2 separate regions of the Gossypium arboreum genome follow, and region 2 is linked to region 1. The links are chromatin contacts, called in public Hi-C maps. All regions are on one chromosome and are shown on one strand. Each heading gives the region's core, a stretch centred on a gene start, on an enhancer-like site or on the middle of the called end of the contact. The rest is flanking DNA. Distances are from core to core; before and after follow the strand shown. Region 1 holds the start of LOC108486938 (leucine-rich repeat receptor-like protein kinase PXC2). Region 2 overlaps LOC108489555.

What was found. Hi-C and Micro-C count contacts between places; a contact is called where the count stands out from the background.
Region 2: a contact with region 1 is called in a Hi-C map of leaf, with 2.2 times the contacts expected there. The contact joins the enhancer-like site here to the promoter of LOC108486938 in region 1. A contact is called at or near these places in 2 of 5 Hi-C or Micro-C datasets (both in leaf).

What each region holds. Positions count from the first base shown.
Region 1 is chr10:29,219,089-29,224,933 of ASM2569848v2, forward strand. LOC108486938 (leucine-rich repeat receptor-like protein kinase PXC2) reads left to right here and starts at 1,873. Exons shown (of 2, transcript XM_017791110.2): 1 at 1,873-3,902; 2 at 4,296-5,845. The coding sequence starts at 2,440. The coding sequence ends at 5,736.
Region 2 is chr10:29,261,461-29,268,145 of ASM2569848v2, forward strand. It overlaps LOC108489555, which reads right to left. Exons shown (of 4, transcript XM_017794194.2): 4 at 6,569-6,685. Among protein-coding and RNA genes, the nearest start is that of LOC108489555, 7.6 kb to the right of the region's middle. Within about 2 kb of position 5,286, at least 2 of the 2 cell types and tissues checked have an H3K27ac peak or open chromatin away from gene starts, as enhancers often do. A contact at or near this core is called in leaf, where this site is marked.

The DNA.
Region 1 (5,845 bases), core at 623-3,122:
AGTTGCATCTATTTTAGTGTTATTTAAGTATACATATTTTTAAAATTTATTTTTAATATGTTTAGAAATATTTATTTTAATATTTTTAGTATTTTGATGTATTATATATATTTAAAAATTATGTAAAGAAATAATATAAAATTTTTTAATATATGGTCGGTCAAAGTCTTAGTTTTAGTATTTTTATCCTGGTGAGCTTGGACAAATTTTTAGGCCCATTTTTTGGGCTGAGCAGGGCCCGAACCTAACAAACGGGCATAAAATTTTACTTGAGCTCGGCCCGCCCATGAACACCTCTCGATTTCAAAATTAATATTATAATTAAATTTAAATATTTAATATGTATTTACATATAATATTATTAAAAAGGAAAAAAAATAAAGAGAAGACAAGAATAAAATATAATTATTATTAAAAATAAATTTATAAGCAATGAGACTTTAGCTTAATGATAGCTCTCCAAACTTTAAAATTTTAGGATTGAGTGTTATACAATTTAAATCATTTTCGGTTCTCAATATAGATTTATCTACTATAATTAAATTAAATTTGGTTATAATTGTTTAGACTATCTATGTAAAATTTTATAATTTAATTTAATTATACTTAAAATATCTTTACACCTAATTAGATTTTTATGAGTGTTTTACAAATCATAAATAATATTTTTTTTTGTCACTTAAAAAGAAAAAAAAAAAAAGAAGCACTGGGGCCTTGGACTTGGACATCATCATAAGGGGGTGACAACATGAAAATCTTATTTATTTATGGAATTATTTGCATCAAACTTCAAAATCATGCTATGTCTTGCCATGAGAATCCCAGGTTTTGTTTTTTCTTTTCGGATTTTGTTAATGGTTCACTAATCTTTTCTTTCATTGCATACATTGGTATCTATTATGGTACAAATTTTTTTAGTGCAATATATCTATAAAATTTTGAAGTAATTGGATCTTTGAAAAAAATTCAGAATGCTAACTTAACATTTATTTATAATTATGGTATCCCATCATTTCAAGTTTGAAGTTATATTATTTTTTTCCGAATGACTTAAATAAAAGCTTCACACATGAGTCGCACTAAAAAAATTCCTACTCCTATGGTGGACACTCATGGAAATTCCGGTGAAAGTGAAAGTAAAACCGTCAAGTGTTTGGTTGTGAAACAACAAAGCGGAAAGGGGTAGGCAGGTGTTGTCGTCTTGCTGTCTTCGTTTCTCACTTTCACCTGATGTTCCAATTATTAAGTTTTCCTCCTCCCGCTTCCCTAAACTCCATCTGATTTTTATTTTTTAAATTTAAAATTTGTCGGGGACAGATTTTGGAGTTCTAGAAACAGATCATTCCAGTTAAAACTTCATATTGTCTTAAATATTAATAAAATAATTCGACTTATTTTACACTTAGAATGGATTGAAAAAAAAAAAAAAAAGTAAAATTTTGTAATTTCCAACTAAAAAGTGGTGAAATGGAGAAGACTTGAAAATCACGTAATTTTGAATTTGTTTGCATTGCAACACACAAAGAATGATTGCAGATTTATATATATTATACTATTACTTTTTGGGTTGCTTTTGCTTTTTTAAGCATTAAAAAGAATAAATATAAAAGAGAGCATCGAGAAATTCATGGCTACTGTCGAGTGACTGAGGGAGAAATATGATTGCACCATGTCAAATGGTAAAGCAAATAAAACCTGCCACGTGTACATTACTTTAGGATCCTTGTTTGACCAAATATGTATAAAAAAAGACAGAATACATAAACCCAAAGACAAAAAATACTAAACAAAAATGTTTATGTTTCATGCAATCACATTGTCTAATATGATCTGTTTTACACTTCATTTAATTAAAATTTATTCTAATTATTGAAAAACCTAAGAATCATAAAAATAAAAATCCTAGCTTTAGATGCTGCCCCCTTCTTTACTCTATCTCCTCTCTCTCACTTTGTTATTTAGTTAGAACCAAAACAACAGTTACAGTAGCGACACCAACCACATCTACACTTATTTCCATCATTAATTACTATTCATTTACTTTCTTTTTCCTCTTTATTTCTTCTCCATCGCCACCTTTTCAGCTTTGCTCCATTCAACCCATTACCTCTTTCATTGTTTCTCTCATTTTCCCAAAGCTTGAGTTAATCACTAGTTTTTTCATTTTTTTTTTGTTACTTTGGGGGTTTGAAGACTTCGTTTTCTTTAGCTTCAAACTCAAACCAAAATAGGAAGGAAAGCCGTTTTGGTGTGGACACTATCGCTTTGTTTTTGTTTTATATTCGTCCAAAATCAGCTTCTTCATTATCTATCTTCTTTGTCCTTTTTCTACCTTCACCATTTTTAAACTCTTCCTTCTCCTTCTCTGTCTTTTCCCCCCTGTTATAATACCATTACCATGGAAGTTTAGCATTTCTTTGAGTTGAAGGGGCAAAGAAAATGGTGTTAAAGGTCTTGGTTTTTCTGGTTTTGGTTTTGGTTTCAGCTGTTGTTGTGGAGTCGCAACAGCCAACTTTCAACGACGACGTTCTGGGGTTAATCTTCTTCAAAGCAGGGCTCAAGGACCCAACTGCAAAGCTCCAGTCTTGGAGTGCAGATGACAATGATCCCTGCAACTGGATGGGCGTTAAATGTGATCCGACTACTTACCGGGTCACGGAGCTCCATCTCGATGGCTTATGTCTTTCTGGTCATGTTGGTCGTGGCTTATTACGGCTGCCGTTCCTTCAAGTTCTGTCACTTTCCAAAAACAACCTTACGGGGACCATAAACTCCGAGCTTTCTCGCATTGGGAGCTTGCAGGTTATTGATTTAAGTGGAAACAGCTTGTCGGGATCGATCCCCGATGATTTTTTCACACAATGTGGGTCTCTAAGGTCGATCTCTTTTGCGAGGAACAATCTTACAGGGGAACTTCCTGTTTCTTTGAGCTCATGTTCGACGCTTGTGGCGGTTAACTTCTCGTCTAATCAAATTTCAGGGCAGTTGCCATCTGGGATTTGGTATTTGAGGAGCCTTCAATCGCTTGATATGTCTGGTAATTTGTTGGAAGGAGAGATTCCTGAAGGGATCGGGAATTTGTATGATTTGAGACGGATAAATTTAGGAAACAACAGATTCTCTGGGAGGCTACCGGGGGATATTGGGAGCTGTTCACATTTGAAATCGGTTGATTTCAGTAATAATTATTTGTATGGCAGCCTTCCTGATTCAATGAGGAAACTTGGTTCATGTAGTTCAATCAGTTTAGGAGGAAACTCTTTGAGGGGACAAGTTCCAGATTGGATTGGAGAATTGACAAGCCTTGAAAGTTTGGATCTTTCTGCAAATAATTTCTCTGGTAAAGTTCCATCTTCTCTGGGAAATCTGCAGTTACTGAGAGAATTGAATCTGTCAATGAACCAGTTTACTGGTGCATTGCCTGAATCGATGGCTACTTGTTATAACCTATTGGCTATAGATGTCAGCCAGAATCTGTTAACCGGCAATATTCCATCATGGATGTTTAAGATGGGAGTGCAGAGTGCACTGAATTCTGGGAATAAACTTATGGGAAACGTAGAAAATCCTTCATTGGCTTCAACGGTGCCATCCTATCAAGGCATTCGGATGTTGGATCTTTCTTCAAATGCTTTATCTGGTGAAATCCCATCAAACCTTGGGGTTCTTAGCAGCTTGCTCTTCTTTAATATGTCCAGGAACCGTCTCTTTGGTTCCATTCCAGCCAGTGTAGGTGAATTGAAGGCAACACAAGTTATTGATTTAAGCCACAATCTGCTGAATGGAAGCATTCCTTCTGAGATTGGGGGAGCAGTCTCACTCAAGGAACTCAGGTTGCAGAGGAACTTTCTTTTTGGGAAAATTCCAACTCAGATAGTCAAGTGTTCATCATTAACAGTTTTGTAAGTATTTGTTCCTGTTAAGTGCTTATTGAGTTATATATATCTTGATCATGGTAGCCATTACACCTATCCTTGAAGCATTTATTATTCCTTAAACTTAGTTAAGTGAGACCTTTAGTTTAAATTTTCATTGCTATTTGGCTTGTGACTGGTCATAGTTCCTTAAACTTATCAAAAGTATGTTGCAAAATTGTTGTATAAGCCAATGATATCTAAATGACCCTCGTAATTCTCTAGGGAGATCAAAGGCTCCTTGCTATCATCTTGGGCTAATGGTTTGTGCAGTGTTTAGTGGAAACCCCGAACCAAAGCCGTTGCTTGCAATGTAGCATAACTCGTTCTACATTTGAATTCTGTTAACAGTTTTGTGCTGGTTTCATTACAATGGTACAGAATTCTGTCCCGGAACAACTTATCTGGCTCGATCCCTACTGCCATTTCAAACTTGAGCAACCTCCAGTATGTGGATTTATCATTGAATGACTTTACCGGAAGCTTACCGAAAGAGCTAGCAAATCTTTCTCAACTCATGTTCTTTAATATCTCTCACAACCACCTTCATGGTGAACTACCACTTGGGGGCTTCTTCAACACTATTCCTACTTCATCCGTCTTGGGAAATCCATCGTTGTGTGGTTCGGTTGTTAACCGCTCTTGCCCTGCTGTCCATCCCAAGCCCATTGTCCTCAACCCTAACTCGTCAGACTCCATCGGTGGCTCCTCTCCTAATCATCATCGCAAGAAAATTGTGCTTAGCATCTCTGCCATCATTGCCATTGGTGCAGCGGCATTCATTGTCATTGGTGTAGTAGCTATCACTGTCCTCAATATCCATGTCCGTTCTTCTATGTCTCGTGCTCCTGCAGCTCTCACCTTATCTGTAGGGGAAGATTTTAGTTGTTCTCCCAACAATGATCCAAACTATGGCAAGCTTGTAATGTTTTCAGGGGATGCCGACTTTGTTGCTGGTGCCCATGCGTTGCTTAACAAGGATTGTGAGATTGGTCGTGGAGGGTTTGGAGTTGTTTATCGAACAATCCTTCGTGATGGGCGTTCAGTGGCCATTAAGAAGCTGACTGTTTCAAGTTTGATCAAGTCTCAAGACGAATTTGAAAGGGAAGTTAAAAGACTTGGAAAGATTAGGCACCATAATCTTGTAGCTCTTGAAGGATATTACTGGACTCCTCCTCTGCAGCTCCTCATTTATGAATTTGTTTCGAATGACAGCTTGTATAAGCACCTCCATGAGCCTGACAGAAGTTGCCCCTCTTGGCGACAACGATTCAACATAATTCTCGGTATGGCCAAGGGTCTAGCCTATTTGCACCGTATGAATGTCATTCACTACAATCTTAAATCAACCAATGTTCTTATAGATTGCTCCGGGGAGCCCAAGGTCGGAGATTTTGGCCTTGCAAGGCTACTGCCGACATTAGACCGTTGCGTTTTAAGCAGCAAAATCCAAAGTGCACTTGGTTACATGGCTCCTGAATTCGCTTGTAAGACGGTAAAAATAACTGAGAAATCCGACGTGTATGGCTTTGGGGTTTTGGTCTTAGAAGTGATTACAGGGAAGAAGCCAGTGGAATACATGGAGGATGATGTGGTGGTGCTGTGTGAAATGGTAAGGGAAGCACTCGAGGATGGTAAGGTGGAAGAATGTGTCGACGGGAGGCTTCGTAGTAACTTCCCGACAGAAGAGGTAATTCCAGTTATAAAGCTTGGTCTAATATGTGCATCTCAAGTGCCGTCAAATAGACCAGACATGGAAGAAGTAGTGAACATATTAGAGCTAATCCAATGCCCTTCGGAAGGCCAGGAAGAGGTGGAGTAAGTTATTCGGGTCCGAGAAAAGAACGAAACAGAGCGGTGTGTCACGGTGAAGATGAATCCAGTTTGTTCAACAGAAGAAGAAAAGAAAAGAGTTCAATCTACCAACCCAG
Region 2 (6,685 bases), core at 4,036-6,535, 46 kb after region 1:
GCCAAGTAAAATTGGAGAAGTTGAGAGAGAAGTAGCGAAGTTGGTATAAGACAATTAGGAGGGAAAGGGTTGGGCGTAAGGGTAAATTGAGGTGAGACTTATGGAAATATATGGGAGAGAACCAGATGACGATGTTATTGTTGAAATGTTGGAAGTTTAGTTGGATCTCAACTTGGAAGTAGACAAGGAAAAGTTATATTAGGAGCAGAGGGCGCAAGTGAATTGGCTAACAAATGGAGATAAAAATACTATTTTCTTTCATAATTATGTGTCGAGTCGAAAGAAGAAAAATATAATTTTGGCTGTTGAGAATAATAAGGGCGTTGGGTGTCAACTAAGAAGAAAATAATAAATATGGTATCTAATTATTTTATAGACTTATTTATAGCCTCAAATTGGGAGGATGCATTGCATATTTATGCTAATGCCCACAGGTGTCTCGCCAATTATGAATGACGAGTTATTGTTACCTTTTAGGGAGGAGGAAGTCTACATTGCATTTAAAGATACGGAGTCTTTAAAAGCTTCAGATATTGATGGTTACTTGGCTTTGTTCTTTCAAAAGATTTGTCCTATTGTAGGAAAGGATGTTACTGCTTTCTGCTTTTTAGTGTTAAATGGTGAGATAAAAATTAAAGGTGTCAATAAGGCGTAAATCGTTCTAATACTGAAAGTCGGTAAGACGAAGAATATGACTTAGTTTTGGCCGATTAGCTTGTGCAATGTAGTGTATAAGATCATTGCAAAAATCTTTGTTTGCAAAATGAGGGGAGTGTTGGAGAGTTGTACTTGTAAAGGCACAAGGGGCCTTCATCCCTGGTAGGCAGATTTTTGATAATGTACTTATTGCATATGAAGTACTACATTCTCTTAAGTTGAAACGCAAAGAAGCAGTAGGTACGTTTGCACTTAAACTTGATATGAGTAAAGCTTATGATAGGGTTGAGTGAGAGTTCTTAGCTAGAATGATGGCAAGCCTGGGATTTCAAGATAAGTGGATTTCTTTGATCATGAGATGTGTAACCTCAATCTCATATACAATGGGCATCAATAAAGAAAAATAGTGACTTGTTTGTTCCTTCTAAGGGATTTAGGCAAGGGGGTCCACTTAGCCCTTATTTGTTCTTAATTTATGCTGAGGGATTTTATACTATTTTAAATAAAGCTAATAGAACTAGGTTGATACGAGGGGCTCAAATTGGAAGAGAGAGTTTGACAGTGAGTCATTTATTTTTTGCAGATGACTATATTCTATTTGGAGATGCTTCAATGAGATGTGTAGAGATCGTACAAAAAGTGGTCACAGATTATGAAAATGCTTCGAGTCAAAAGGTTAATTATGATAGGTCTTTATTTTATTTTAGTGCAAATGTTGAGACCTCGATTTGTGATCAAATAGGGGATGTATTGGGAGTTAGGGTGGCGACTAACCCGAAGAAATATTTGGGTTACCAATGATGGTCAGAAGAAGGAAGAAGGAAGCTTTTCATCATTATGTGGATCGATTTGGTAAAAAACTCCCAGGTTGGGGTAGTCGTTTTCTTTCTATGGGTAGGAAAGAGGTATTTATTAAAGAAGTGCTACAATCATTTTCGGTGTATGCCATGCTATACTTTCTTTTGCCTAAGTCACTTTGTAACATGTTGGAAAGTGTACTTCATAGATTTTGGTGGAGAAATAACACCTTGGGTAGAGGTTGTCATTGGAGCACGTGGCAAATCTTTTTTTACCAAAATCTTGTGGCAGTTTGGGGTTTCATGATTTATCAATGGTTAATGTTGCTTTGTTAGAAAAACAATGTTGGCATATTTTAACTAAACCATTCAGTTTATTGGCTCAGGTTATGAAAGCAAGGTATTTCCCGAACTCTGATATTATGAATGCTCAGTTAGCTGCTTACTCATCACTTACTTAGAAGAGTATTTGGAGTGCCCAGAGCTTAATTGAAAAAGGAGAAGGTTGGAGAATTGGCGCGAGTGAAAATGTTAATATTTGGAATGATGTTTGGATCCCTGGACAAGGCAATGGACGAGTACAGGGTCAGGATATTGATGTTAGGTACATAATAGTAGCAAATTTAATTGATCATAGCATTAATAACTAAGTTAACAGGGCAGTTAGAGCATTGTTTGATGAGGAGTTTGCAGAGAGAGTTCTTTGCATCCTGATTCGCCGTTCACAATTGTAATTACTCGATAGTCACGGGTGTCGAAAAATGTATTTTCAAGACTCCGTTTCGTAAATCAGACTCGTAAATATTTATTAGAAATATTTACGAAGTTAGTTATGTGGTTAATTAGGTTTTGGTTGAGAGAATTTGCTTGAATTAAGAGTAATTAGGTAAAAGGACTAAATTGCATATAGGGTGAAAGTTGAATTATAGATTAAAGAAAAATTAAAGGGACTAAAGACGCAATTATGCCATTTTTCTTAAATGAGGTGGCATAAGTGAAAATCTATGTAAAATTTAATATATATTATAATAAAATATATTTACTTAACATTTAAATATATATTATAATAATATATTATATAATAATAAAACAATTAAATAAAAGAAAAAGAAATAGTAAAAGAAACAAAATAGAAGTAAAACATAAAGGAAAAATAAAGAAAAAGGAAAGAAAAGGAGAAAGGCCAAAGCTAGGGATTTCAAAGTTTTAAGCTCAATTGGTTAGTCAACTAGTCTCTTTTTCTTGTAATTTTTATGTTTTTGGAATATCGGTATTAAATATTACCCGACCCATGTCAAAATTTTAGAAATTATTGAGTTTTTAAGTGTTGTCTATGTTGAATAATTTTAGTATGAGGGATTAAATTGATAGATTTTAAGTTAGAAATGAAAAAGGATTGGATTGTAGAATAAATTGTAAATTTTGAGTAATAAGGACTAAATTGTAAAAAAATTCAAATTTTAGGGAGTTAAGTGAAATTAGAGAGTTAAATTTAGTTTAAAGTAGAATTTGTATGAAAATATAAGATCAATTGTAAAGAAATAAAATTAGTCTCGGTTAAGGGACTAAAATGAAATTTAGGCAATGTTTGAGTAAAAATTTAAATATTCAATATGAAATTGCATTGCACTGCATTGATGATTTTTAATTGTTTTAATTCCGTAGCTATCGTCGTACCAGAACCCTCGACTAAAAAGGGAAAAGATAAAGTCGACGAGAAATAGCTTAAAATTTCCGGTTTGTATTTCTATAATCCGAATTTAGTTGTTAACGGTTATAATTCAATTTAATGTATATGGTAAGTGTTGAGGTGAGAATTATTGTGTTTTGCAATTGAAATGAATTGATTTAGTATGTGATGAATTTATTGAATTTATATTGATTGAATTGATATATATATTGAATATATATTGATTATTTAAATTAAATTGAATATTAGTTATATCTGAAATGTGAAATTAAAACCTATTAACTGTATCGGGTTGAGTCAGATATACATGACATGCTATAGGATTGGAAAAGTTCAGGGATTTCTTCGATTTCAAGTCGATGAAACACTGGGTGTCAAATAATTACTTCGGATATATTCAATGAGGCACTGGGTGTCAATTTACTTCGGTTTAGCCAATGAGACACTGGGTGTCAACTTTATTTTTTTGAATTATCCAATGAGGCACTGGGTACCAGCTGGTGTGTTTTGGTTGGATCCGTGTATCTGTCCGAGTCCGAGTCGTGTTAATAGGGGTTAATGAATAATAAAGTTTTATGATTGATATTGAATTGGCAAGGTATGAAAAATGGAAGTGAAATAGTATATTGAAAATAGAATGTGAAATATGTTGCAAATATATGGAATATATGAGTTATATACTCATGAAATGAACATGGAATGGATAGTGCAATTGTATAATGAAATGTGAAATAAATTGTGAAAAGCTATTTATATAGCAAGTATGAGAATTGAGATATTTGTGAAATAAATGAAATATGATATGGTTGTTATAATATTTAAATATTAATATGTGTTTATATTTCAATTGTATATTTATAATTTCTTATTTTAAATATTCGGATTATAGAAATACCACTGAGTTTTACTCAGCATACGGTTTTGTTTTCCGTGTGCAGATTAGGTACAGTGATTTTGAAGAGTTGTAATTGAGGTTGTGAGCATCCATTTCATCATATCTCCAAGTGCCAAGAAGGTATGTTTCAAAATTTTGAATAGAATGGCATATACTTAGGAAGATCAAGTATGTTCCAAGTAGTAGGGAGTAAAATATAAGTTATAAAAATTTATTTTTTTTAATGTTCAAATATATTAGTGATTAGTCAAAATCACTTTGACTCCAAATGTAATATTCCTATATCAGGTTTCTTGGGTTGAACCGAGTATAGGGGTGTTACACAAGTAGCTGATGAGATGATTTGGAGGTATGAGAGTTCCGAGGAATTTACTTCTAAGAGTGGTTATAAGCTACTACTAGAAGAACATCTAAAAAAAAAAAAAAAAAGGGTGTTAGGCCACCACACGTAACCTATTTACAGAGTTCTATTTTAGGTTGTGAGCTTTACCAATCCGAGCAAAAATAAAGATTACACTATGAAGGTTTGCAAATAAATATTTACCTACTTTTGATAATTTACAAAGGAAAAATCTCCAAGCAAGTAATATCTTCCCTTTATGCAACTCAAAGGAAGAGTCTGCTAATCATGTGTTACGTTTCTGTTCTATCTCAAAACAGATTATGAACTCTTTGAATATTGCAACAGTTTCTGTCTCATAGAGCTCAGACCATAATACATGGTTAGCAGAGGTAGTCATGAATTATGTTGAAAAAACACTGAAACTAATAGCAATATAGTTTGGGCAATCTGGTATGCTAAAAATAAGATTGTGCACGAGGGTGTTAGGCAAACTGTGCAAGAATTGATTGTGTTCATAAAGGCTTCCCTATCAGAGTGGAGGCCGTGAATGAGTTCAAAACATCAGCCTGCTTGCAGAGACAAGAGGAATGGGTGCCACTAGGTTCAAATTGTATGAAAGTCAACTTCGATGCTTCTTTTAGCCTGTTACAAAGAGTTCCATTTCAGGGGTTCTAATCAAGAATTCTTTGGGCTTAATAATTGCTGCATGTACCTAACCGCACTATGGGATCGCCAATGCTTTTGTTGCCAAAGCACAAGCAAGTGAACAGGCCATTAATTTTGTAGCAGAGCTAGGGTTCAAATTGGTACAGGTGGAGGGGGACTCTCTGACAATAATCAAGAAAGTAAACTCAGCTATACAAGATAAGTATATATAGAGTCCGATCATCAAAGACATTAAAGGAAAACTGGGGAGGGACGAGTCAATGCTGCTGCGCATGCCTTGGCTGCTGAAGGGCATCAGTTGCACACGCCGCGGTACTAGGTGGAGGAAGCGTCACAGGTAGTGGAATGGCCAGCTAAAAGAGATCGACAGTGCTTGGTTTCTTGATGAACGACGTCGGTCAGCTTTGGAGTTTAGAGATGCTCATTATTTCTACCTCAATGTGGTCTCCAATGTTTTCGGGTTTTTTACCTGTATAATATTTAAAAAAAATACTGAAATTGCATGTTTCAAAAATTATGTTGGTACATTCAAAGGGATAGAGGGTGGTGCACAGGCGGCACCACCCTAATATTCTGATAGCATTCTGTTAAAAAATAATAATATTTTAGTAGTGGTGCCAAAATGATAGGCGGCACCACTTAAGGGTATAGAGGTACGGTGCCTATCTAATAGAAGGCACTAGTGGTATTTCCCCTCTCCCCCATCTAGCTCAATTAATAAAAATAAATAATTTAAATATGATAATTATTTAATACATTAATGGTGATTTTTTAATTCTACCATTTATTTTAAATTATATTTAAAAATTAAAAATAATAAAACATGTGAAAAAATATCATTAAAAATTTTCACATAATTACTCATTTGGATATATAATTCTCTGCTTACAAACTAAAAAAAAAAAAAGTTGTGCCGCTTATTACTTTGGCACCTATCACTTTGACAGAATGCTATCACTACTAAAATGTTTTTTTTTTTAACAGAATGCTATCAGAATATTAGGTGGTGCCATCTATGCACTACCCTCCACTCATTTGAATATACCATTTTAATACATAATTTTTGAAATATGCCATTTTTGTATTTTTTATTTATTTATTTTATATTTTATAAGTAAAAAACCCAAAGTTTTCTCTGGGACGGTGTCGGGGAGAGATTTTTAATGGGTTTTCAACAGAATTGAAAGAGGAAAGGAATGTGCTGTTATTTCTTGTTGTTTTGATTAGTTTACACTTTGTTATTGTTAGTGTCTGTTCGTTTGCTGGCTTTGTGTCATACTTTAGTATTCTAATTTACACGCCAATTTTTTTTAATTATTTATAAATTTATTTGATAAATTTATTTATTTTTTAATATACATTATGATATGCATATAACAATTACCTGTTGGTGGGAAATTCAATTATACATGCTACACAATGCCTCTGCTAAGAATAATATGATTGCCTTCCATCTTTTCACTTACATAGTTGTTCTAATCGTGATTATCCCAAAATGTAACCCTTCCTGCAAATACATGAAACAACAACGGAGCTAACATCTGTATTATCTTTCAAAACAACATTCTGACTCTTCAGTTTTAGAGACACAGTTCAATCCTTTGCCAACCTCAAATGCCTAAAAATTGAATGCTCCT